Linked DNA regions of Ovis aries: all the other regions are linked to region 4. Evidence: chromatin contacts called from public Hi-C data. All regions are on one chromosome and are shown on one strand. The core of a region is the stretch at or near the end of the contact, and the rest is flanking DNA. Distances in the headings are between cores, read along the strand shown.

The links. A called contact is a pair of places that touch in the nucleus more often than the background predicts.
Region 1: a Hi-C map of liver shows a contact between it and region 4, with 7 times the contacts expected there. The contact joins two enhancer-like sites. A contact is called at or near these places in 12 of 16 Hi-C or Micro-C datasets (blood, hypothalamus, liver and 6 more).
Region 2: a contact with region 4 is called in a Hi-C map of hypothalamus, with 7 times the contacts expected there. The contact joins the promoter of HES1 here to the enhancer-like site in region 4. A contact is called at or near these places in 14 of 16 Hi-C or Micro-C datasets (blood, hypothalamus, liver and 7 more).
Region 3: a contact with region 4 is called in a Hi-C map of liver, with 3 times the contacts expected there. The contact joins two enhancer-like sites. A contact is called at or near these places in 7 of 16 Hi-C or Micro-C datasets (liver, mesenteric adipose tissue, mixed tissues and 3 more).

The regions. Positions count from the first base shown.
Region 1 is chr1:194,027,383-194,033,197 of ARS-UI_Ramb_v3.0, forward strand. No RefSeq gene overlaps it. Among named protein-coding and RNA genes, the nearest start is that of CPN2, 29 kb to the left of the region's middle. Within about 2 kb of position 4,384, at least 28 of the 54 cell types and tissues checked have an H3K27ac peak or open chromatin away from gene starts, as enhancers often do. A contact at or near this core is called in hypothalamus and liver, where this site is marked.
Region 2 is chr1:194,184,073-194,189,928 of ARS-UI_Ramb_v3.0, forward strand. HES1 (hes family bHLH transcription factor 1) reads right to left here and starts at 1,945. Exons shown (of 4, transcript XM_004003033.5): 1 at 1,602-1,945; 2 at 1,367-1,462; 3 at 1,050-1,137; 4 at 1-378. The coding sequence starts at 1,709. LOC121816684 (a long non-coding RNA gene) reads left to right here and starts at 2,998. Exons shown (of 2, transcript XR_006056345.2): 1 at 2,998-3,150; 2 at 4,299-5,856.
Region 3 is chr1:194,074,519-194,079,851 of ARS-UI_Ramb_v3.0, forward strand. No RefSeq gene overlaps it. Among named protein-coding and RNA genes, the nearest start is that of CPN2, 75 kb to the left of the region's middle. Within about 2 kb of position 3,468, at least 24 of the 54 cell types and tissues checked have an H3K27ac peak or open chromatin away from gene starts, as enhancers often do. A contact at or near this core is called in liver and muscle, where this site is marked.
Region 4 is chr1:194,518,244-194,523,649 of ARS-UI_Ramb_v3.0, forward strand. No RefSeq gene overlaps it. Among named protein-coding and RNA genes, the nearest start is that of OPA1, 150 kb to the right of the region's middle. Within about 2 kb of position 1,963, at least 20 of the 54 cell types and tissues checked have an H3K27ac peak or open chromatin away from gene starts, as enhancers often do. A contact at or near this core is called in hypothalamus, liver and muscle, where this site is marked.

The sequences.
Region 1 (5,815 bases), core at 3,134-5,633, 490 kb before region 4:
ACTCTCTTGCAGGAAAGAAGTACCTATAGGATCTTGCACATCATTTCAGGGATCCAGGCCAAGGTTCCTAACACCAGGGGAATTCAAGGATCCCATCCCATCCTGTGTTCTGTGGAGCCAGCTTGGGTTCTGCACTTGCCAGCGGTCTCTCTGCAGGCATGTGTGACCTTAGGAATCCCCAGGGGCACAGCAAATGCCTTGTCAACCCGAATGCCTTGTCTAGCCCGGGTGTCACTGAGCCCCAGTTTTCCCGGCGACTGCTGGGCATTCTGGTCTTCCTGGCATAGACAGAGCCTCATGTTCACAAAGTGCCTTTGTACGGTTCTGTTCTCCCAGTGATGGGGGCGCAGTATTCTCTCTACAGACGGGAAGCCAAGGCCCAGAGAGCACCAAGATGTGGATGATGACGTGGGTCTGACAGCCTCTCCTGGCCAGCCTTTCTCCTGACCTTGGGGCTTGGCATCTCACTGAACCACCTGACACCCCCTTGCCCTGCCCCACCCACGAGGCTCAGCTCTGGGACAGTGTGACTCAGGCATGAGTCAGCTTTTGCCTCCCCTGGGAAAACCTCCAACAGAGCCATGCTGATGACACCTGCCTCTCCAGCCCTAAGTCTGCGTCTCCAGTGCACGCTGGGTACGCTGCCAGGGAGGTCCCTCACACTTCCCATGTTAGGTCTGCACTCATCTTTGCTCACCCAGGTGCCTCTAGTAGTCCTGTGCCAGGCATTTCCTGTCTTTGGGCTTTCATGTACTTGGCCATTAGCAGGTGGGCGGAGAGAGGCCAGGATCTTCCCCTCTCTCCACTCTGGGAAGCGTCTCCAGCAGGGCCTGGGGCTCCTCCATGCCCCCAGTTCCCACTGCACAGGCCTGTTCTGGTTTCGTCTGGCCTTCCAGCTCTCCTCACACTGCCTCCCACTCCATCCCTCCTTCTCTGGGTGGTGCCAGTGGTTTTCCCCATTGTTAACCTCTGTGCAGCCTCAACATCTCATGCGGCTTCTCAGCTTTTACATCAGTATGCAACCAATTCCCTCTGTTTGAGATACTAGTGTGCTTCTTGTGGCCCAACTGAACTCCTGACTGAGACCACTCCTTCCCCCTCAGGATGGAACCAAGTCAGAGTGTTCAGCCTCCCTCGCCTCCCCCTCACACAACCAGTCACTGAGTCAGAGGACTGTGCCTCTGGAATCCTCTTCAGCTCACTCACCCCTCCCGTCTGCTGCAACCTGGGGCAGGTCTTTATCATCTCTTGCTAGGATGACCCCAGCAGCCTCCCACAAGGACATCCTGCCACCCCACCTTCCTCCACAGTGGCCTGGGGCTTTAGACAAGGTCCCCAGACCTTTTCTACTCAAACCTAACTTTAGAGCTAGTGTTTCCAGTCTAGTCCCATGCTACCTTCCAGCCCTGGCCAACCTCCACACCCACCTCCTCCCACCACGCACGCTCTGCATGGCCCTCCACCCTTTGTTCACCTGTTCTTTCTGCCTGGACCACCCTCTCTTTCTACAGGTAAATGTCTACTGATTCTTTAAGACCCGCAGCAGATGCTGGTGGTAAAACACATCACTCCCCGTTCTGCCTTCTGTGGCCCTGGACCTGCCTCCTTAAGAACCCTTCTCCTGGGCTTTCCTGGTGGTCCAGTGGTTGAGAATCTACCTTGCAGTTCAGGGGACATGGGTTTAGATCCGCGGTCTGAGAAGATCCCACATGCCATGAAGCAAAGAAGCCCGTGCCCAGCACTACTGAGCCTGCGTTCTAGAGCCCACGCTCCGCAATAAGAGACGCCACTGCAACGAGACGGGCAGCACCACCGTTAGAGAGTAGCCCCCACTTGCAGAAACTAGAGAAAACCCGCACACAGCAGCAGAAACCCAGCCCAGCCCCCCAACTCCGCCCCTGTTCTCCTCCTCCCCCCCGCCCCGCCCCCAGCCAAAAAAAAGTCCTCCGATGTTTCTCAGGGCTGGAACCCTGTTAGAGCCCTCCTGGTACCCCGGCACCCAGCCCTTACACAGACGGCCATTCAGTCTTTGGTTGGCTGGGATAAAAATTGCTATTGGGGTCAGCTGGCCTCCCGATCCTTTGGCAACGAGGCCTGCTCAGGTCCCTTTCCTGTTTGAACAATCAGCCAGAGTCAGGGGCCTCTCCTCTCCTAACACCAGGCCTGTTCATTTCACTGACATTCTCAATGATCCCGGTTAATGTTTAATTTCAGTTTCTTTGTTTTCTGGAAAGCTGATAATAGGGTGGTGTAGCTGGGAATGTAAAAGACCACAAGTGGAAAACAAACACCTACCCATTTTTATTTAACAATTACAAATTGTTTATTCCCCCGCCCCACCACACCCCCAGCTTTGGGGGAATGGATGGAAACGAAGGGAGAATGTTAAAATGCATGTATCCCTTCAAAATTGAGATAATCTTACAGAGAACTTTGGTGGTTCTCTCACTCCAGGCTCTGAAGCTAGAGCTTTACGTATCAGCCACTTGCTGGACTCTAGAAAGCCTCAGTCTCCCTGAAACTCCCACCAGTGTCTGTTTCCTGCATCACAACTCGGATGGCTTCTCATAGGGTCCTGGACAGAACCCAAACTCATCAACTTTAAAGTCCCTCGTCCCCATCTCTGTCCAGCCTCAGCTGCTTCTTTTCCAGTCAGACATCCTGTTTACAGATCCCAGACGGGACACGGTGGGGGTGGGGGTGCGGTTCTCACCTTTGTACCTTTTGAGGGCAAAGCGGTGAGTGGAGTGGTCAGGAGTGTGAGGTCCAAACTCGGGCACATTCAAAGTCCACCATGCCCTGCTTGTGAGGGCCACACAGCCTCCCAGACCCACAGTGCGCATCCCTCCAGTGTCCGTTTGCTCCAAACGCCATCCTTCCTCCCGCCCTCATGGGCGTCAGAACTCCTAGTCCTGTGATATCTATTCCACGGTCATTTATTTGTATGTGTCTCTAGCCTCTCCACCTGGACTCTGTGTACCCCTCAGAGCACCTGCATGACAAATAACAAAGATAAATATAGAAATCCATTGTGAACTTCGATCAGAGCCCTCCATCCCCTCCACTTTGGAAAGACTGGATGACCGGTATATCCTCTCTGTAAGACAGGTGCCTGTAAGAAAGGCCTCGGATCTGTGTCTTTTCCCTGAGAAGTCAGAAAAATAATCATGAGCGAAAAATGGGTGTCAGTCTCTATACCCTTAAAGTCAGTGGCTGACCCTCAGCTCTCAAACCCAGCCCCTCCTGAGTCACTCTGTGCAGGCCGCCTCCCACAGTGTTGCAGTTTGCCTGTGTTCCCACTCCCTGCCTCAGCGTACTCCCAAGCAGACAGGACAGGAAAGACCTGGGCCTCTGCAGGCTCCCTTGAGCGCGAGGTGCCTGACCCATGGATGATGAAATCATAACTCACAGGACTGTTCCCGGGACGAGAGGGAATATTTATGAATAGATGAAACTTGAGGGGCCCAGGGTGACTGACCCTTGGCGAGTTCCTTCCCAGCCTGGGGCCTTCCTTTCTCCCATCTGTCATGCAGGAGAAATGGGTCAGGTAATCTGGAATGTCCCATCCAGCTCTCTGACCCAGAGGTTTGGGGGAGGATGTGGAGAGGTTTTGCCAGCACTCAACACAGTCTGAGCCTGTGAGGCCTGACAAAATGGTGTTTAGAGCGTGCTTCTAATCCTATCATATGAATTGATAATTTAGATTATCAGTAGATTCTGATTCAGTGGATCTGAGGTGGGGCCTCAAGTCTGCGTTTCCAGGCAGTTCCCAGGTGATCTCAGGGCTATGCCCTGCCCCTCCGTGAGTCATGTAGTTCAGCCCTAGGTCCTCAAGGTGGGTCCTGGGAACCAGAGCATCAGCGTCACCTGGGAAACTGCTAGAGCTAGGAAGTCCCCACCACACACGTACTGGGGCAGAAAACTCCAGTATTGCCAGGCCGGCACCTGGCAATCCTTGTCTTAACAGCCTTCCAAGTGACTCTGATGTAGGCTCAAAGCAGTAGAACCAGTACTTTAAGGGAACCAGAACTGTACTTGGTGGAACATAGCAAACACCTCAAGAGTTTTAAAACAGACTGGCGCCTAGGTCCCGCTCCAAGGGGTTCTAATTTAATTAAGGTGGGGTGTCTCCTGGGCACTGGGGTTTTGAAAAGTCCCTCACACGATTGAGATGTGATCGCTCTGAATGTTAGAAGGTATCAAAGATGTCAGACCCACACCAAGGGCTGCGGGGCTCCTGGACGCGCTCTCCAGGATATGGCCACTAGGGCGCGCTGTTGCGCCGCCTGGGAGGCCGCCGGGCGGACGACCGAGACTCCTCCCAGCCCGGGGCTGGAGGGGGTCCGAGGCTGGGGGAGGGGGACCCGCGGGAGCGGCTCCCGGCCGAGGCGGCCCTCCTCCGTGCATCTGTACCTAGTTAGAGCTGGCCCCGGCCCCACCGCGCTTGACGTCAGGGCTGTGCTCGGTGCTGGGGAGACGCGGCCATTGCAGTCTCGAGTCACGAGTTGCTTCGCCCGGCCAGCCATGCTGCCTGCCTCCTCCAGGCAGGGCGCCGGGCTCACCCTGGGTATCCTTTGTTCATGCTCCTTGGATGACGCGAGATCTCTTCCCAGATTCCACCGGACTAGAGCAGCAATGTCCTTTCCCATTCCCCGGCAGCTCCCTGCCCCTCCTCTACCTTATGAGGATCCCCGAAGGTCCCCGGAAATCCCCCAGACCAGGTACCTCCAGGCCAGATCCGTGGATCTTCCACTTCAGCTGCAAGAACCAAGTCTTACCTTTCTCCTTCTGAGTTTTTCTTCTTCCTGGCTCTCCCCAGCTCAGTTCCCGCTGCCTACTCCTTTTCTCTCTTATCTGAGGTGTGTAGATCAGATATTTCAACCTGATAATGTTCTTATATGCAGGAGCGGGAGAGATGGGGCCAGAGATTGCCTCCCTTGAATATGACTGACAAGGCAGTTGTCTTTGTAAGGAACGTTGTCTATGGTGGTGAGGAGTGAGTTCTGGTTGTTGATGAAAATTTAGTTTAAAAAAAAACCAGCTCCTTCCTTGAAGCCAGGATGGGAGTTTATTCTAGAGGAGACTGCCCAGTCAGGTGCAGTGATCTTCTCCCTCTCTGGCTTCCCCTCTGGCTGAGGATGTCCCTGGAGTTGCTTTCCCAGCAGGCATGCCAGAGCTGCCTTTATCATAAAGACTCCCATTTCACCCGATATTGCTCCCCTCCCCCATGCTTGATTTTCTGGGCCTCTGTGTGAAATTTCATCTGGAGAAAAGTTTTGTGGGTAAAAACAGCCTGAACACCTCTTGTCTGGATGATGTCTGATGACTCTCTGGGCTTCAACAGCTCATAATTTTAAAAAGAGGAGAGGAGGTAATTCTGGGAAGCAACAGGCAGGCCTGATTCCTGCTCTCTTCTTGACCTTCAGTGCGCCTGGCTCCTTCACTTGACACCCCTGCCCCCTCCCAACCATGACCAGCCAGTGAGGTGGGCATTCCTTGTAGCCCCTGAAGGGGGAGAGGCTGCTGGGGTGTTGGAAAGAGACACAGACCATCAGCACTGGGCAGATGACAGGGAGCCAGGCCAACCCAGATGGGGAAACCGAGGCCCAGAGAGGGAAAGGACATGTTCAGGGTCACACAGCTGGTCTGCAGCATGTCCCTTCTCGAGCTGATTCCTCAGAAGCCCCTGGTAGGGTCCCTCAGGGCCCCAGACGCAAGATTGGACACTGTTAGGCAATGTTGAAGGAGTGATGGCTGGGTTCCAAAGGGAGCTGGTTTGGTTTAATTTGAGAAATGCTAGTCTCTCCTTGAATCT
Region 2 (5,856 bases), core at 695-3,194, 330 kb before region 4:
CCGGCACCACCTGGAAGCCGCCGAACACCTTAGCCGCCTCTCCAGCAGGGCTGCCCAGCTTGCAGGGCGCGCCGCCGGGAGGGGGCGCCGCACCCCCGGGGATCGGCACGAGCGGCGGCGGCGGCGCGAACGGCGCGTGCTGCGGGCCGCCAGGTCCTGGCGGGGGCGGCGGCGGCGCCTGCAAGGCGGGGTGCGGCTGCCCTGGGTAGGTCATGGCGTTGATCTGGGTCATGCAGTTGGCCAGGTGGCCGAGGAGTCGGGTGCGCACCTCGGTGTTAACGCCCTCACACGTGGACAGGAAGCGGGTCACCTCGTTCATGCACTCGCTGAAGCCGGCGCGGTACTTCCCCAGCACGCTCGGGTCTGTGCTTAGCGCGGCTGCGGGCCAGAAGGAGACGGATGGGTCACCGAAAGGCCCTGGCCCCGAAGCCATCGCCTCCGCCCTGGGAGGTCCTCGCGGCGCGCCTCCCTGACCACCCGCCCGCGGAACTGCCTCTGGGTAGCCGGCTGGGTTTAGAAAAACCCTCCACCTAGCCACACTAGCTTGGCGACAGACCCCGAGACGCTCCCTCTCCATTCCCTGTCGCTTCATTTAACCCGATCTGAAGCCTCAAATTTGCCTCCTCCCCACCCCCGCGCGATGTGACCTTGGATAGTGCCCTTCCCCCTCTTCTGCACCATCCGAGCCTTATTTCCCCTTATGTAGCGGGCGAGGAGGGCGTGCTAAACTAGATGACCCCAAGCTCCACGCAGCTTAAAAACCACCACGGTTCTAAATCCTTTCACCCCCCCCCCCATCCGCTTCCCCCACTGCCAAGCCGCCCGCCGCCCGCCGCCCTCGCCACTACAACCTCTCTCCCTCCCTTTCCGGAACAGTAACAACTTGGAGTTGTGGCTATAAATAAGCCCCAGACCGTGGGAACGCAAGAGTGAGCCAAGGCAGTAAAATGTAGCTGAATGCCTCTCACAACCACGGGCGGAAGTCTGGAAGAAATCACCGCGGGGCGAGAGAGACGCCCGCAGAGGGGGACGCGGCGAGCCGCTCTCACCCGTCATCTGTGCCCGCTGCAGGTTCCGGAGGTGTTTCACTGTCATTTCCAGAATGTCCGCCTTCTCCAGCTTGGAATGCCGCGAACTCTGCACAGAAGAGGAGGCAAAGGAGGAAAGTGAGAGCCTCGCCAGAGGTTTCGGAATGGTGGGGGTCCGTCCCTCCCCCTGGCCATGGCGGCGACAGCCCTAGACCTCGGCTAGAGGGGCCCAGCTCTCCCGCCTCTGAGAATGCAGTGCAGGCAGGGAAGACCCCGCAGGCAAGGGGATTTCATTCTTAATACCTGGGAGAGAGAGAAAAAAAGAATTACCCACTTACATCTTTTTTAAGAGCATCCAAAATCAGTGTTTTTAGCTGGCTCAGACTTTCATTTATTCTTGCTCTTCGTCTTTTCTCCATGATAGGCTTTGATGACTGTAAAGAAAATTTTTAAAAAAGAGCGCTTGAGTTCCCATGGGACCTGCCATTTCTCCCCGCGATTTTAAGGGAGAAAAGAGCCCCAACCCCGACTTAATTTCTTGGGGGTGCAGGGAAATACAGGTACTGCCCTTACCTTTCTGTGCTCAGATGCTGTCTTTGGTTTATCCGGTGTCGTGTTGACACTGGCTGGGGTAGCAGCCACCGGGGACGAGGAGTTTTTCTCCATTATATCAGCTGGCATTTTCTTTTTCTTTTTTTAATCCCTAGAGAATTTTATTTTTGGAGTTCTTCACACACAAAAAAATTGTCTTGCTTATGTCCCTTTTACTTTATACTTTCTCAAAACTACTGAGCAAGTGCTGAGGGTTTATTATAATATCTTATGGCTACTTGGTGATCGGTAGCGCAATTCCAGGACCAAGGAGAGAGGTAGACGGGGGATTCCGCTGTTATCAGCACCAGCTCCGGATCCTGTGTGATCCCCAGGCCCTGGCGGCCTCTATATATATCTGGGACTGCACGCGAACGGCTCGTGTGAAACTTCCCAAACTTTCTTTCCCACAGTAACTTTCAGCCAATGGGAGGAGGAGACACGCGGCACCGCTCGTGGACCGCGCCCCCCCATTGGCCGCCAGGCACAAGGCCTGGCGGCCAATGGCGCGCGCCTGAGCCCGGGGCACCAGAGGCTACAACGTCAATCAAAAGGATTTTAACCCTTTGCTACTCTCCCTGCTGGCCTTTGCTTTAGAAAGGATTTTTCCGCATTGGGTTTGCTCTAGTCTAGTTTATTTCTCTTGGGGCTTCGGCCTTTGCTCTTTATTTCCTTTCATATGTAATAGAGCTGCTTTGCCAGTAATAAGTTCATTTGAAATATATATTTTTAAAGGTTTAGAAGGACAGGGATTAAAGGTTATAAATGCAGTGGTTAGAACGGGGGAATGTAAGGGTGTGAGTTACGAAAAGATCTAAGTGATTTCCCTCTCAGACTCCGCACGTTCGGGGGAGGAGGGGGGTGAAAGTTGACCGTGCAAAAAAGGGCAAAAAATTTTCCTTTTGCATGCAGAAAAGGAAAATGTGCCTCCATCTTATATTTGCAGGTTTTTCAGAGCAAGGTGGTTTTCGATCCCCGCACCCCTCCCCCGGTCCGTCCCTCATTTTTCCTCTGGAGTTGGGGGCCTCGGACCCCGCGCTTCCCCAGGAAACAATCAGAATAATTTCCAACTGAGCAGAAAGGAAATGGAATTTCAAATGAAAGGTTAACAAGGGGGACTTTGATGGCAATGCCTCAAGGACGCACGCACGTCCTTGCCAACTTTTCCCTTTCCATCCGCCCCCTCTCGGTTCTGCAGCGCGCCGAGGCGGCCTGCCGAGCGGCAGCCTCTCCCTCCTTCCCGCCCCGCGGGCGGCCAGGGCAGCCTCGGCACCCGGCGCGCGCGGGCCCTTTAAGAGCTACACCAGCCGAGCTGCAGTTTGACATCAGCCGGCCGGCGAGGGCGCGCCTGGAGCCGGAGCACGTGCCAGGATGTTTTATTGCCGCCGCGACTGCGGCCGGGCAGGGAGGATGTGTGTGTGTGCGTGCGTGTGTGAGTGTGTGCGCGCGCCCCGGGGGCAGGGAGGCGGGGGGCGGCGGCGGGCGGCGGAGCGCGGGGGCTGGTTCCTGGTCCCCGGGAGAAGCCAAGAAGGTAAATAGCAGCTGCTGTGCTCGAGCCTGGGAAAACCCCGCCCCCTGCGCCTGGCCTGGGCTCATTGGCGCGCGCTGCGTGTGGGGTGTGTGTGTGTGTCCCCGGGCCCCCCCCTCTCCTCCGGCCCCCGCCGGGCCTGGAATCCGAGGGGGCGGCGGGCTGGGAGCCTAGCCCAGGCGCTGACCAACCGCCCCCACCCCAACTACCCCCGGGCCAAGGTCAGCCCTTCCGGGCGGGGAGCGCACGCCCTGGGGTGGAGAGTGGGGAATTATTCCAACCCCCCCCTCCACCCCTGATTTCGGGCTTGAGGTTTTAACTCCGCCGAAAGCCTCACTTGCAACAGCCCGGGGGAGGGGTGGGGACCTTCTTGTTTGCTCCCTGCCCTGGCCCTCCCTCCCCCCGCGGGGCCCCCGGCGCCCGCCGTGGTCACGAGATGCCTGACCGCACTTAGGAAGCGGCCGGGTCAGCCTCCTGCCTCCGCTCGGCGGCTGCGGTTAAAGCGGCTTCGCGCCGCCCGCCTTCTCTCCGAGTCCAGGGAGGCCGGGCAGCTCCCCCTCGCTGCACCCGGGAGGCCGCCGGCGGGCGGCCGGGAAGAGGCGGGCGGCGCGGGCGGCTGCGTGCTGCCGGCTGGCCGGGCCGCGCGCCGGGAGGAGCCGCCGCCGCCGCCGCCGCCGGGTGCCACGTGGCGGGCGCCGGGCCGGGAGCGCCAGGGCTCTGGCGGCGGCCTCCCTGGGGGATTTGCCGCGCAGGGCGGGCGACGCGCACTGTCCCGGCCGGCCGCCGTCGCCCCCGCCGCCTCCCTCCCGCTCGCCCGCCTGCCCGGGTCGCCAGCCCCCGCGCCCCCACCCCTTCCGCCCTTCCCGCCGCCCAGGAGCTCGGGGAGCTGCTCGGGCGGCTTGGGGCAGCCCAGGAGCCGAGAGCGCGTCTTGTTTGATGTCGGCCCCCACCCCACCCCCTCCCAGTCCTCCAGGCTTAGAGGCCGCCGGAGGCCTGGCACACATTTCTCAGTCACTTCATTCCTTCCTTCCTCTGAGCTCCCCACTGAGATAATGTTGTAAATGATTTCACCAGATCTGGTCCCGGATGAGATTCAGCGGTTCCTGGCTCTGGGTGACCTTGGGCAAGCCCCTCTCTTCCTTTCATTACAGGACGCATGCTCTGTGCCAGACACAGTGTTAAACCCTGGGATTACCACGAGAGATATAGTGGCAGCCTGCAAGGAACTGATGGTCAACTCTGGAGGCAAGCAGAATGATTTTCTGATTGATGACGGAAGCATTCCTCTATTACTATTCTTTTCTCTTAGAGCTTGGGTGATGGCCCAAGAGAACAGGAGAACCTCAAAGAAACGCTGAACCACTTCTGTATGGGCAACACTATTGCTTGTCTATATGGGGGAGAGGGACAGGGATGAATATAATATTAATAGTTCTTGTCCACAGGAAGCCTAGGGCAGAGAGATACTGTACTTTTACGTGCAGCTGACATCTGCCTATTTTCCCATATACTCCTTTGGTAGATCCTAGGCTCAAGAGAGACAGTTATGGGTCTAGATAAAGGAAAATGCTGTGAAGGTCTAGGATAATTGATTGACTCATAAATTGGGGTATCCTGAAAAACTTCCTGGAGGAGGTGGGCCTGTGCTTTGTATATTGAAAAATAGGTAGGATTGGGGCACTGGAGATGTGGTGAGTCATGGGGCTGGAAAGGATGACAGTACCTATGGCATCAACAGCCTAGGCTTTGAAACTTGAGGTCTTTACTCAAGGAACACGGTCTGGAGCCCAGGCTGTGTGACAGGCAAGAGTGTAAGAAGCCACTGGAGGAGGAGGCTTGAGTCTGTTAAACATCTTGCTAAAGACTTTATACAATGGAGAGCTGTGAAATGCTCTTGAGCAGAAAAGGGACATCACAGTTCTCCTTTAGGAAGATGGTTCTGGCAAAAGAATGGAGAGTGGTTTGCAAAGTTTGAAGGCAGAGGGCCCAGTTAGGAGGTTCAAGGCAGTAAAGGAGGTAAGTTCCTAGGTAACAAGTGTAGACTGACACCTGGAAGCACCTGCCTAGAACCAGCTCACCTGGGCGTTGACTGCACGTTGTCCAGTGATCCAAGTTTTGCAGAAACCTGCTACCCTTTGCTGCATTGTTCCCCCACAACCTGGAATCTAACCAAGAAATCGTTGTGACTGGGACCTTATTTACCTTCCAAGCCTCATTTTCATCTTCCAGAATAGCCCTCAAGTCTGCAGCCAAATCTGTACCTCATTGCAGGCTGAGTTTACTTACTCTCGCCCCTTGGGTTCCTCTCTGGGATTTGTGTTTGTGTGTGTGTATTCTTAACACACTGCAGAGTGGGCTGTGTCCCATCACATTCTGAAGAAATGATGAACAATGCCTCTTTTGTTGACCTGCAACCTGGGCCAGTGGGGTAGGGCTTTTCTTTCTTATTTTAAGCAGATGGAAAAGTGGTGATGACAGAGAACTGTCTGTTGCTTTTGAAAAAGTGGAGTTTCCCTGTGTGTTTGACATCTTCTTGGTGAAAGGTGATGAGCCTGTGAAGTTACCTGGCTTTCTGCTATGCAAACTTTTCAAGCTTCTTAAAATGCTTCTGCTCAGCATCTGACTTTTTAAAAACTGCATAAATACTCTGACCCAGATTCTTCCAAGGAAAGAAAATCTTCCTTGGGAAGCTTATTAACCCTTTCTGGC
Region 3 (5,333 bases), core at 2,218-4,717, 440 kb before region 4:
GTTGCCACTTGTTGAAGAGTGTTTATCATGTGCTGGGCACTTGCTCAGCTTGTTCCCTACACGGATCCTTCACCAGCTCAGGGAGACACAATGACATTATCGCTGAAGCTCAAGGGCAAGGGTTACTTGCTCAAGGTCACAGAAATACTAATTACTGGAGTCTGGATTCAAAACCAGGTAGGTCTGGCTGATTCCAGACCCCAGCTTCTTAATTTTCCTAGAAGGCAGGAACTGTAGTTCACACACCCTTGCGGAACACCTAGTACCTGACAGGTACCCAATAAAGATGCATTTAATAGAGCTTGATACATTTTAGGCGGTCTGATTCTCTCCATTATAGTCTGATGAAATGACAGACTGAGCAAAAGTACCTATCTCAGCGACAAGCATACAATTGGTCCACATACATCGAAAGGTGAGACCCAGCTTTGCTCCTTTCTACATGCGATATCTGTGCTCATGAATAATATTTTCAGAGAACACAGCTTCCCCTTGGGTCTCTGCCCAGGCAAGGCTATTAAAAGTCCCCATCAGACCTCACCTTAGCGAATGAAGGGCTTTGGGAGTGGGGTGGGGGAAGGTAAAGAAAGAGGCTGTGACTCTCTTCTCTTGGAGTCTGGGGGTGGGGAGGAAAGACACCTGCTTTCTTTGCTGACCCCGCTGAGGGAGCCCTTCTGTCTGTCTGGATGGAAGTAACCTGGAGGCTTCTGGACCTAGAAGCTTGGCTTGCTCAGAGCTCTGAGAGGCTCTGGGTCTCGCTGTCTGACCCAGGTGTGTGAGATGTGATGGTTGTGTCCCGCAGTGAAGGATGCTGGGTGAGTCGGGTCTTGTGAAAGAGGAAGGGGCCTGTGGTGGGACAGGTAGTATGACTCCAGGTCCTCTCGTCCCCCCAAGGTGCACTTGGCCCGCTTCCTCATTCCCTGCCTCCTGGCCTGTCTTCAACTCTCCTTGAAGTGGTCAGGATAGAACTGTTCCATACTTCCAACAGTTCAAGCCTCTCCAGCTGGGTCTTATCCAATCCACATTGACGTGGAATCAGAGTCCAGGCAGAAAACATAACCTATTCCAGAAACCTCAGCCAAGGGAAACCAGTTATAAAGGCATTGGAAGAGATGAAAGGGCAGATGTGGGTGAAAGCTGGCCTCGAGAGTAGCAGCCACGGGAAAGAAGCGACACCATGCCTGCTGGAAGTCTGGAGCAGAGGGAGTGTTTCCAGAACCCAGGGAGAGCTGGAGTCCTGGCGGAGGCTCCCTGGCAGAAATGGGGACCCCCGAGGTGATCTGCCAGATAGAGGGAGAGGGTGTGGGGAGAAAGCTCTGGTTTTTACCCTCCTCTTCCTCGTAGTCTCCTGATTGGTTGGGACTTGAGCAAATGTAGCCTGCAGGGGTCAGTCCCCCGTGAGAGAGGGCAGAGGAAGTGCGGAGGGGAGGGCAGATGGGCAAATGACCTCCCTACCTCCAGCTTGTCAGACCTTTGGAAAAGAACACATCTTTCCAAGCAGTAATCAGGAGCGTCAGCCCTGGAGAGTAAACTTGCCTCTGGAAATGGTCCCAGATCCAGTGATGGTTACTGCAGTTAGTGGTGATGCCCAAGTGTTATCCCTGCTGGGAGCGAGCTGGGGAAAAGGAGGATGTGTGTGTGTGTGTGTGTGTGTGTGTGTGTGTGTGTGTGTGTGTGTGTGTGTGGTAGATCTGTCTCCTTACCTTTTTCAAAGGATAGGAGCACCTCTGGTGCTTTTAATAGAGCACCAGTTTTCACGTTAGGTCATAATAGCAGTTTCTGGGGCAGAAAGCTCCACGGCAGGCCGTGAGACAAATCAATATGCCTATTAGGAAAAGGCACTGGCCTCAGGAACAGGATACCTAAGGCTCAGTCTCAGCTCAGACAAGTCACTTACCATCTTCGAACCTCAGGCTCTGTGTCTTTCAGATGGGGACTGTACATTTTACAGGGTTCTGCAGAAATGCAGGACATCATGTATGTGTGGGGGTTTGTAGACTACAGTGGGCTTGGGTAGAAAAGCCTGTGCCTGGGACACATACCAACACAGGAGAGTCTGCTTGTGGACTTGGTGAGTCCCCGTGGAGTGGGCGCCTAAAACCCTCGTTTTATCATCGCAGAGTCAAAAAGATCATTGGAGTCGGCTTGTCCAAGCTCTCTCCTGAAGGAGAGTCAGTTCTCCAAAGTTTTTGGAGATGATCCTTCCTACTTTTCCTCCTCCCTGCTTTCTCTCCTTCTCTCTTTCCATTTCTCTCCCCGCCCCTGCCCCCCACCTGCCTGTTTTTCTCATTCCTCTTCCTTCCTCTCTTCCGCAAATATTGGGAGCACTTACTCCCTGGCAGGCAGTGTGCTGGATGCTGAATCCTGCAGCAGGAATGGAGACAGAAGTGCTCATGGATCTTACGGTCAAGCATTTGAAAGTCTGCAAACAGTGTCTGTTGAATACCTCTAGTCACAGCATACAGGATGCTCACTACCTTAGAAGACAGTCTATTTTGTGGGTTCATTTCCCCTTATTTAAACCAAATTCTGCCTCCACGGAATGCTTGTTCTGATCTTTGAAACTAGACAGAATAAGTCTAACCCCATTTCCTATGTCACCGCCCTTAAAATGTGGGAAAATAAACATGGAATGCTCAGAAAATATTCGCACTCTCCAGTTTCCACTTGTAAAGGGGGAGCTGAGTCTCCGTGAAGTTAAATTCCTTAAGGGCATGAGGTCAGAGGCAGGGTGGGCTATCACCCGGGTGCTTGGGCCCGGTTCCCAGGCCACCTGGGGCAGAGGGAAGCTGTGTGGTGGAGACTCACGGAGGGACGCAAACGGAAGTGCGCAGGTGGCCAGGGAGGGGGGCGCACGTGAAGCAAGGGGGTCGGTCAGTGCGGAGGGTGCGGGGTGCGTGTGAGGCATGCTCTGGCTGGCTGCCTAGGACAAGCCTGAGCTCCAGTGTTTCTGAGCTGATTCACTGCTTCCTCTCGCCCCAAAGGAATCCCCTTTATAGCTCTCCAGGCCGGACCCCTGGGTCCCTGGGAATGCTGTCTGACAGCTGTGTGAGTGCAGCCGTGGCCCCTGCACCGGGTGCCAGCTGGGCGTGCTCTGGGAGCCGCCGCCTGGGATGTCAGAGGCGAGCTGCGGCAGCCGCCCTTCCGTCAGCAGGAAGCCCAGCCGCATACACTTGGACAGGAAGCCCCTGCGCTGGCCAGCTGAGTGAGCTCTGGTTTCTCCTGCGTCTGAGGCTTTGGCCCAGCACGGAGGGAGGCGAGCCAGGTGCTGCGGCTGGGCGGCACTGACAGCTCCGCGGGCTCCACCTCGGACTGGGGATATGGGTTCAAGGGTGTGAGCAGAAAAGCAACATGGAGGCTGGGCCAGAGGAGTTGCTTCCTGGAGGAAGGGTGAGGGAGTGGGAACACAGTGTCTAGCAGAGTTGGGCCAGCTGGCTGAGTATCTGCAAAGACTCTTTTGTGATGGTTCCAGACAGAACATGTTCCCTTGGGTTCAGACCTCCAGCATCAACTCACACCAGCTCCAACCTCCGGGCTGCCTCCACCTCCAAGAAAACACAGGATCATCTCTTGGGGTGGGATGTCCACACATTCCCAGCTTGAAAATGACTCCTCTCAGGGGAAAACTCTTTTGTAACATACCAAGCTGCATTCTGAGTGAATTAATAAAATATGGAGTGTGCTCAGCTGGGGACAAAAGCAATTTTACATTCAAGGCTGATAATTTTGCTTCTGAGCTACATGTGAGGATCTTCAAGGCAGCCTATGTGTGCATACAACCACCCCAAGGACCCCCAGAATTTGCAGAGAGTGCTTCAGTTTTTCACAAGTCATTCAGGGACTTTCCCCCGCCACATTTCACTTTCATGAATTGGAGAAGGAAATGGCAACCCACTCCAGTGTTCTTGCCTGGAGAATCCCAGGGATGACGGAGGAGCCTGGTGGGCTGCTGTCTATGGGGTCTCACAGAGACGGACATGACTGAAGCGACTTAGCAGGAGCAGCAGCAGGGCAGTAAGAGATAACTGATATCTGAGGACCAAGAGGTAAGAAGATCGGCTCAAGGCCAGGCAGCTCAGCAATGGCAGGGTCAACTTCTGATGCTCTGGAGACGATTGCTTTCCAGGGGCCTGAGCATCTGCTACTCTGCCCTGGACTGTGTGCCTTCAAGCACAGCCACATGGTGGGTTGAGTGGTGCTCCGGGCTGGAATCTGTTCCTGATAGCCCATGGCTTTGTCAAAACCTCCTCCTGGGTGAATTGTGTTTGTGGCTTTAGTTGCTCTCCTTGGCATCTCCACAACTTTTAATTTGTGCCATTTTATTTAATTTTTAAAAAATATTTTTTGATGTGGGCCATTTTAAAAGTCTTTATTGAATTTGTTACAATATTACTTCTGTTTCATGTTTCTTTATTATTATTATTATATTTGGTCATGAAGCATGTGGGATCTTAGTTCCCTGACCAGGAACTGAACCCTCGCCCCCTGCATTGGAAGGCGAAGTCTTAGCCACTGAATCACCAGGGAAGTCCCTGTGCCGTTTTAATAATCTAGATTACAACTATAGTTGATGCCTCTGTAATTCTGATTCTAGACCAGAGGTAGGCAATTTTTTTCTAAAAAGTGCTAGATAGTAAATACTTGAAGTTTGTGGTCCATTTGGTCTCTGTTGTAGCTGCTCAACTTCGCAGTTGTTGATGCAAAAGCAACATAGACATGTCAACAAATAGGGTGGCTATGTTCCAATAAAACTTTATTCACAAAAACAGGCAATGGGCTGGATTTGGTAGCTAAACTATAGTTGGCTGACCGCTGCTTTAGGACTCCTTGAAGACAAAGGCTCGTTTGTTCATATACAACCACAACCGCTCTCCCTACTCTCTGCACCCACATTGTATTGACTATGTTTATATGTTTATACTTTGAGCTTATGGGAAAACTGGTCAACCACTTGTAAAAGAATGAAACTAGATCACTTTCTAACACCCCACACAAAAATAAACTCAAAATGGATTAAAGATCTAAATGTAAGATCAGAAACTATAAAACTCCTTGAGGAGAACATAGGCAAAACACTCTCAGACATAAATCACAGCAGGATCCTCTATGATCCACCTCCTAGAATTCTGGAAATAAAAGCAAAAATAAACAAATGGGATCTAATTAAAATTAAAAGCTTCTGCACAACAAAGGAAACAATAAGCAAGGTGAAAAGACAGCCTTCTGAATGGGAGAAAATAATAGCAAATGAAGCAACTGACAAACAACTAATCTCAAAAATATACAAGCAACTTATGCAGCTCAATTCCAGAAAAATAAAGGACCCAATCAAA
Region 4 (5,406 bases), core at 713-3,212:
ATGTTGCATCTGGAACACAGACAGAAGATCTTAGGGAACTCGGCAAGTGGGGATCACAGGAAGTGGGTCACACAGAGATGGAGAGTCAGTTGCTAACATGAAACCACGTGACGCATGGGTTGACGATTAATCACCGAGTAACCACCAAGTCCAGGGCATATTTTTAAAAGGTAGTCAGAGTTATAAGGCATATCTAATATAAATCATAGTAATCATGAACAGATTTAAATTTTTTACTGTTTTACACTTATTCTTCCAGGATATTCAAGCAAATATCCACCTGCAAAGGGAGGAGCTGGGAGTGGCATCCTAGGGGTGGCGGCACCCAGGCCAACCGCACAAGGTGGGGGAGGGTCTGTCTCCAAACACTAGCTTTGGGAGATTGTTTCTCTTTATCAGTCTGGGAACGGAAGTTTTAGTCTAAGCTCTGAGACTAATTGGGTATGTAGATATGTCAGGAGGATGCCCTTTTGGTTCCTGTCTTTCTGTCCTCCTGTAAATCACAGTTAGACAGGTGCTCCTATGTGACCCTCAGATTAAGGGAGGTGTACAGGTTTCCCGCTTGCCCCCAATGACTTTGGCCACTTTCCACTGACTTTTAACAAAAGGCCCTCTGGGTTTACTCGAACTTTCTCCAGGTTCCCAGTAGTAAGCACACTGTTGGCCCATGCAGGATTTCCTGATAATGAGTGTGGAATGGGAGCCCCTGAGAAACAGAGAGGTCTGCCGTCAACTCTCAGCCGAGGGCCCACCTTCTTCAGTTTCGGATGTCGCCGTCCCTGGATGTCACAGGCAGCAAAGTCCAAGTCAGGGGCCCCTCACTGCGGTTCTTGGCTCTGCAGTCTTGTCTTTCAGAGGCTCAGCTGCCCACAGAGAAGCTGAGATAACACCTCTGAGCCAGGGTCCTGCATGGCTGCATATTCGCTGAGCTGGCCACAAATACCCCTTGGCCATCTCCCAGAGCCCAGGTGTAAGCAGCCATCTGTGGGGGGCGGGGGGGTGGTGTGTGTGGAAGAAAAACAGGAATGTCCCCCCACCCCTCTGTCACCCACGCCCAGAGCAAACAGTGCTCACCCCTCAGAAACAAGTAATCAGATGTTCCCAGGGTGGCCTGTAAACTACTAACCTCTCTCTTTGGGAGGTAGGAAGGAAAGAGGTTGCTACTGAATATTTCTCTGTTTCTGTCTGTGAGTATCAAGAGATAGCCTGTGTGTGTGTGAATCCCCCTTCACCCCGTGACTTACACAACTGGGTATTTACACACCAGATGGTCCCTGCAGGAAAAGGCAAGTCCCCAGCTGCTGTGGAATTTTAAGAGATCTCCCAGGAATGCCCTTCTGGGATGTCTGGTTCTAATTGCCTCCGTCAGCCAGCGCTGGCGAGCTGGCAGAAGCAATGAGAGGTGAAATTAAACAGATTCCAGTTCACATCAGACCCCCAGCCCTGCCAAAGTCCCCCAAGGGCCGGAAAAGAAAGCAAATGCGGCCACAGTGGTGGGTGTGGTGGAAAGAACTCCAGACTGGAAATTGGAAGGCCCGGATTCACATCCCTGCACTGCCTCTAACGCCCTGCCCTGTGTGGCTTTGGACCCATCGCTTCCCTTCTCCTGCGGCAGTTTCCTCATTTGCTAAACGCGTGGTGAGGACTACTGGCTGGTCTCCAAGGCCCCTCCCCAACCCCAGATTCAGGGACAGAAGTGTTGAGCTCTCATCGCAGAGCTTGGTGGGGGTGGGAATTTTTTTCTGAACTGTAAAACCAGATGCTTGGCATTTTTAGATCTTTAAGAAGAATGGGGTAAAGGGTGAGGATTTCGTCCCCGTCCACTGTAACCCAGCCCCAGCCCCAGCCCCAGCTCCAGCCCCATTTTCCCCCTTTACTTGGCCTAGGATAAGGGTGGCTGGAGACTCAGGCAGAGGAGACAGGAATCCCGCAGTTCCTTAGCGCCCCCTATAGGCCCATGGGCAGTGGCGCTGAAACGGTGGCTTTCCCGGGAGCCACCTGCACTCCAGCGTCCCAGGCTTCTACTGCAAAGCCTAGGGTTTTAGAAGCAGGCGGTTCAAACTGGCCCCTAAGTTGTGCGGAATTTCTCTCTTTGTAGCGTGTTGCTTTAAGGCTCAGAGTAAAGCCGTTGAACTAATAGCCACAACAGTCTGGGGTTGAACACCCCATGGGGTTCCTATGGTATAGGCACAGTGGCCGGGGTCATCGAGGACAAAACACGGAAGGCTTTCGGTTCGCACTCAGCTCCTACTCATCCACCCTCCGCCCTCCCCCTCACTCCCTAACCCCACAGCAGACGCTTGCATATCTCCAGCTACTACTGCTCACTACTTTCTGAGTCAGCCTGTACCTGGTAGGAACTTTGTACGGCTAGTAACAGACCCACAATCACGGATCTGACTTTGTGAAATTGGGGGCTCATTTCCTCGTCAAAAAGGCATCCGCAGATAGCTGCAGTCCACAAACTCATGGGGAACCAGAGCTCCTTCCAGCTTTTTCCTTAGCCATTCCCACAGCATGACTCCCTCATGGGCCTTATGGACCAAGATGACCACTTAAGTTCTAGCCCTCACCTCTGCATCCAGAGAAGAAGAGAGGCCCAAGGGTTTCTGGGGTTCCTCCTTACTTGGTCAGTCCCCTTGAAGACCCATTTAATGACTCACACTCTGGCATCTCCTGGGCCACTCCAGTAGGGATGGCTGGGAAAGCAGTCCCATGGCCAACTCGCATAAAACTGGGCTCTGTTTGCCCAGGGAGGAGATTGGACGTACGGCCCATCCGTGCTGGGAGAAGCCAGGATTGGCTGCACAGTTGCCTCTTTCCTACACTGATTTCCTCTGCCTGCAGAGAGGAGAGGTGCTCTGCAAGTGCTCACCGGATCCCAGAGAACGCCCCATCTCTCCACACAAGACCAGACTCCTGCCAAGCTGGTGGAGAGAGATGGTATCTGCCCAATCACTATCTCCAGAAGATGATGCCAGGCAACTTCCTCTGAGCCAGGCATCTCTGGTATTTTCCCTAGGGAGAACTTTGCCAGCTCAAGGAGGACCTAAGCCCAGCTTCAGATGCACCTCCCTCGGGACCCGTTGCTTCCCTGCAGGCGCTAGTGGCTTTGTCTTGATCTTCCACTCCACCCAGGGAAGGAGAGGGGGAGATCCCCAGCCCATATTTGGATATGTCCTCTATTCCAGGAAGAGAGTTCACTGCTTTCTCCCTAGATTTGTGCGTCTGGGAGCCAAAGCCACACATCAGCTCAAAACTCAAACCCTTACATGTTTAAATTTGGTATTTAAAATGGTATACAGATTTGGCTCTGCAGCTAACTGCTTAACTAGCTACTGTCTAGTTTTCTGGTCTCAGATGCTTGGAAGAGGTGCTGAAGGCTTGGAGAGGAGGCTTAGCCTGTGGCTGGTCTCCAGGCTCTGCTTCACGTGGTGGATGTGATTTCCTCCACATCAGGAGACCTACAGGCCTTTCTCTCCACCTTGGACCTCTGCAAGGCCACTTTCCAGTGATGGAAAGGTCGTTGCTTACACGGGACCAAGATGTGAAGGAAGTTGAAGATTTGGGAGCAAGCTTCTTCAGGGACCCACTTTCTAAATCTCCTGGGTGGGGGGCTCCAACTCTTCACTATGGCCTCAATCATTATTCCTTTTTTATTTCAGCAGCCATCCATGTAACTCAGCAACTATGCTGCCTGCTTGTGACAATAAACTGCATCCTCTTTGTGGGGCATCATCTGAAGCAGGCTTCAGTTGTAGCCATCTTTGTTAGGCATGGCCTAAGAACACCTCTTCAGTCTTCCTGTCACCTTCTTCCATTCAGTTCTCTTGTGAAGAGAGATGACTTTAATCGTACAATTAAAGTGGGGTTTGCCTTTAAGATGGCATTTCCAGGAATGAACCTTGTTTAAGAGCCAGGACCACCTCTCTGGGAAGGCAAGGGAGAGAAATAATCAGCTTCAATTTGTGAAGAACCATTTATCATGAATGCTCTAAACCTATGTCTGTTTTAGATCTTCTCTCCAGTCTAACGAAGTTATTGCACATATATCATGGAAAGGTTCCTAGACTCCCAGGCTCGGCAGACAGCCCCCCAGAGGCCAGCTTTTCCATTTCTTAGAATAGACTTAAGCAAAGACAGAGTGTCATTGTTAGCACTTTGCTAGCTGGTTTTTAAAAATATATATATATATATTTGTGCTGTTTCATGCTAGTGACTTAATACCTTGGAGCACTTAAAATCCTAACAGCAGGTCAAATTGTCACTGCTTTGCAGCCAGGGAAGCTAGAAGACAGGTTAAAAGAAATGGTAAGGGGCATGCTCTGTCTTCAGCTCAAGGTGAAGCAGAAAGTAGAGTCCCATGACTGCGCCATACTGACAGCCTGACTCCAAGCTTGCCTGTCTCTATATATTGAAGTTATTATTGAGAAAACTCTGCCAAGTCTCTCCCTTCTCTGGAGCTCAACTGTAAGACCTCCAAAGCCCTAAGTCGGAGTAGCTGAAATGGAGCAGCAACTTGGTTTGAGTAAATCATTTCAATCCCTAGATGATTTTCCTTATAAAGTAGGGGTCACATCCCCCAAAGATCAGTGCAAAGTCTCTTGAATTCCTGGAAAATGTACGTGGAAAGTGTAAACAAGAGTGCATCTGCAGTAGAAACCTCTTAACACCTACATGGCACTAATTTGTTTAATAAGCGTTGACTGACGCTTTCATCTGTGCTGCATTTTAGGTGCACAAGACAAGGGTCCCAGGACTGACTCCTGGTGTCATGGAGCAGAAGAGGGTAGATATAAGCCCCAGTCCTGAAACTGGAAAATACAAATGTTCAGGGAAAAGGAAAGGTGTGGAAGAGAGGATATAGTATCCTGAAAGTGTAAGTGTTATTCACTCAGTCGTGTCCGACTCTTTGTGACGCCATGGACTCTAGCCCGCCAGGCTCCTCTGTCCATGGGATTTCCTATGGACAGCAAGAATACTGGAGTGGGTATATTGCCATTTCCTTCTCCAGGGGAGCTTCCCAACCCAGGGATCAAACCCAGGTTACCTACATTGCAGGCAGACTCTTTATTGTCTGAGCCACACTTGCTTTTTTTAAATAAAAAAAAGGGAAATGAATATGAATATACACACATATTTACTTGTATTATAAGTGTAATGGGTATAGCTGGTAACATTAGTTACTAGAGGAGAGGTAACAAATGGTGGGAATAAAGGGTAGGAGCAAGAATTTCCACTTCCTACCTATTGTACCTTTTGAATTTTAAACCATGAGAATGTATTATTTACAAAAGGATAAACTACATTGAATTAAAAACCTAATGCTACCTGTATTCCAAGTGGCAGGGTCAGTGGCTCAAAGGCCTGGAGGGAGGGAACAGGCACTGTCTCAGCCAGCCTGGC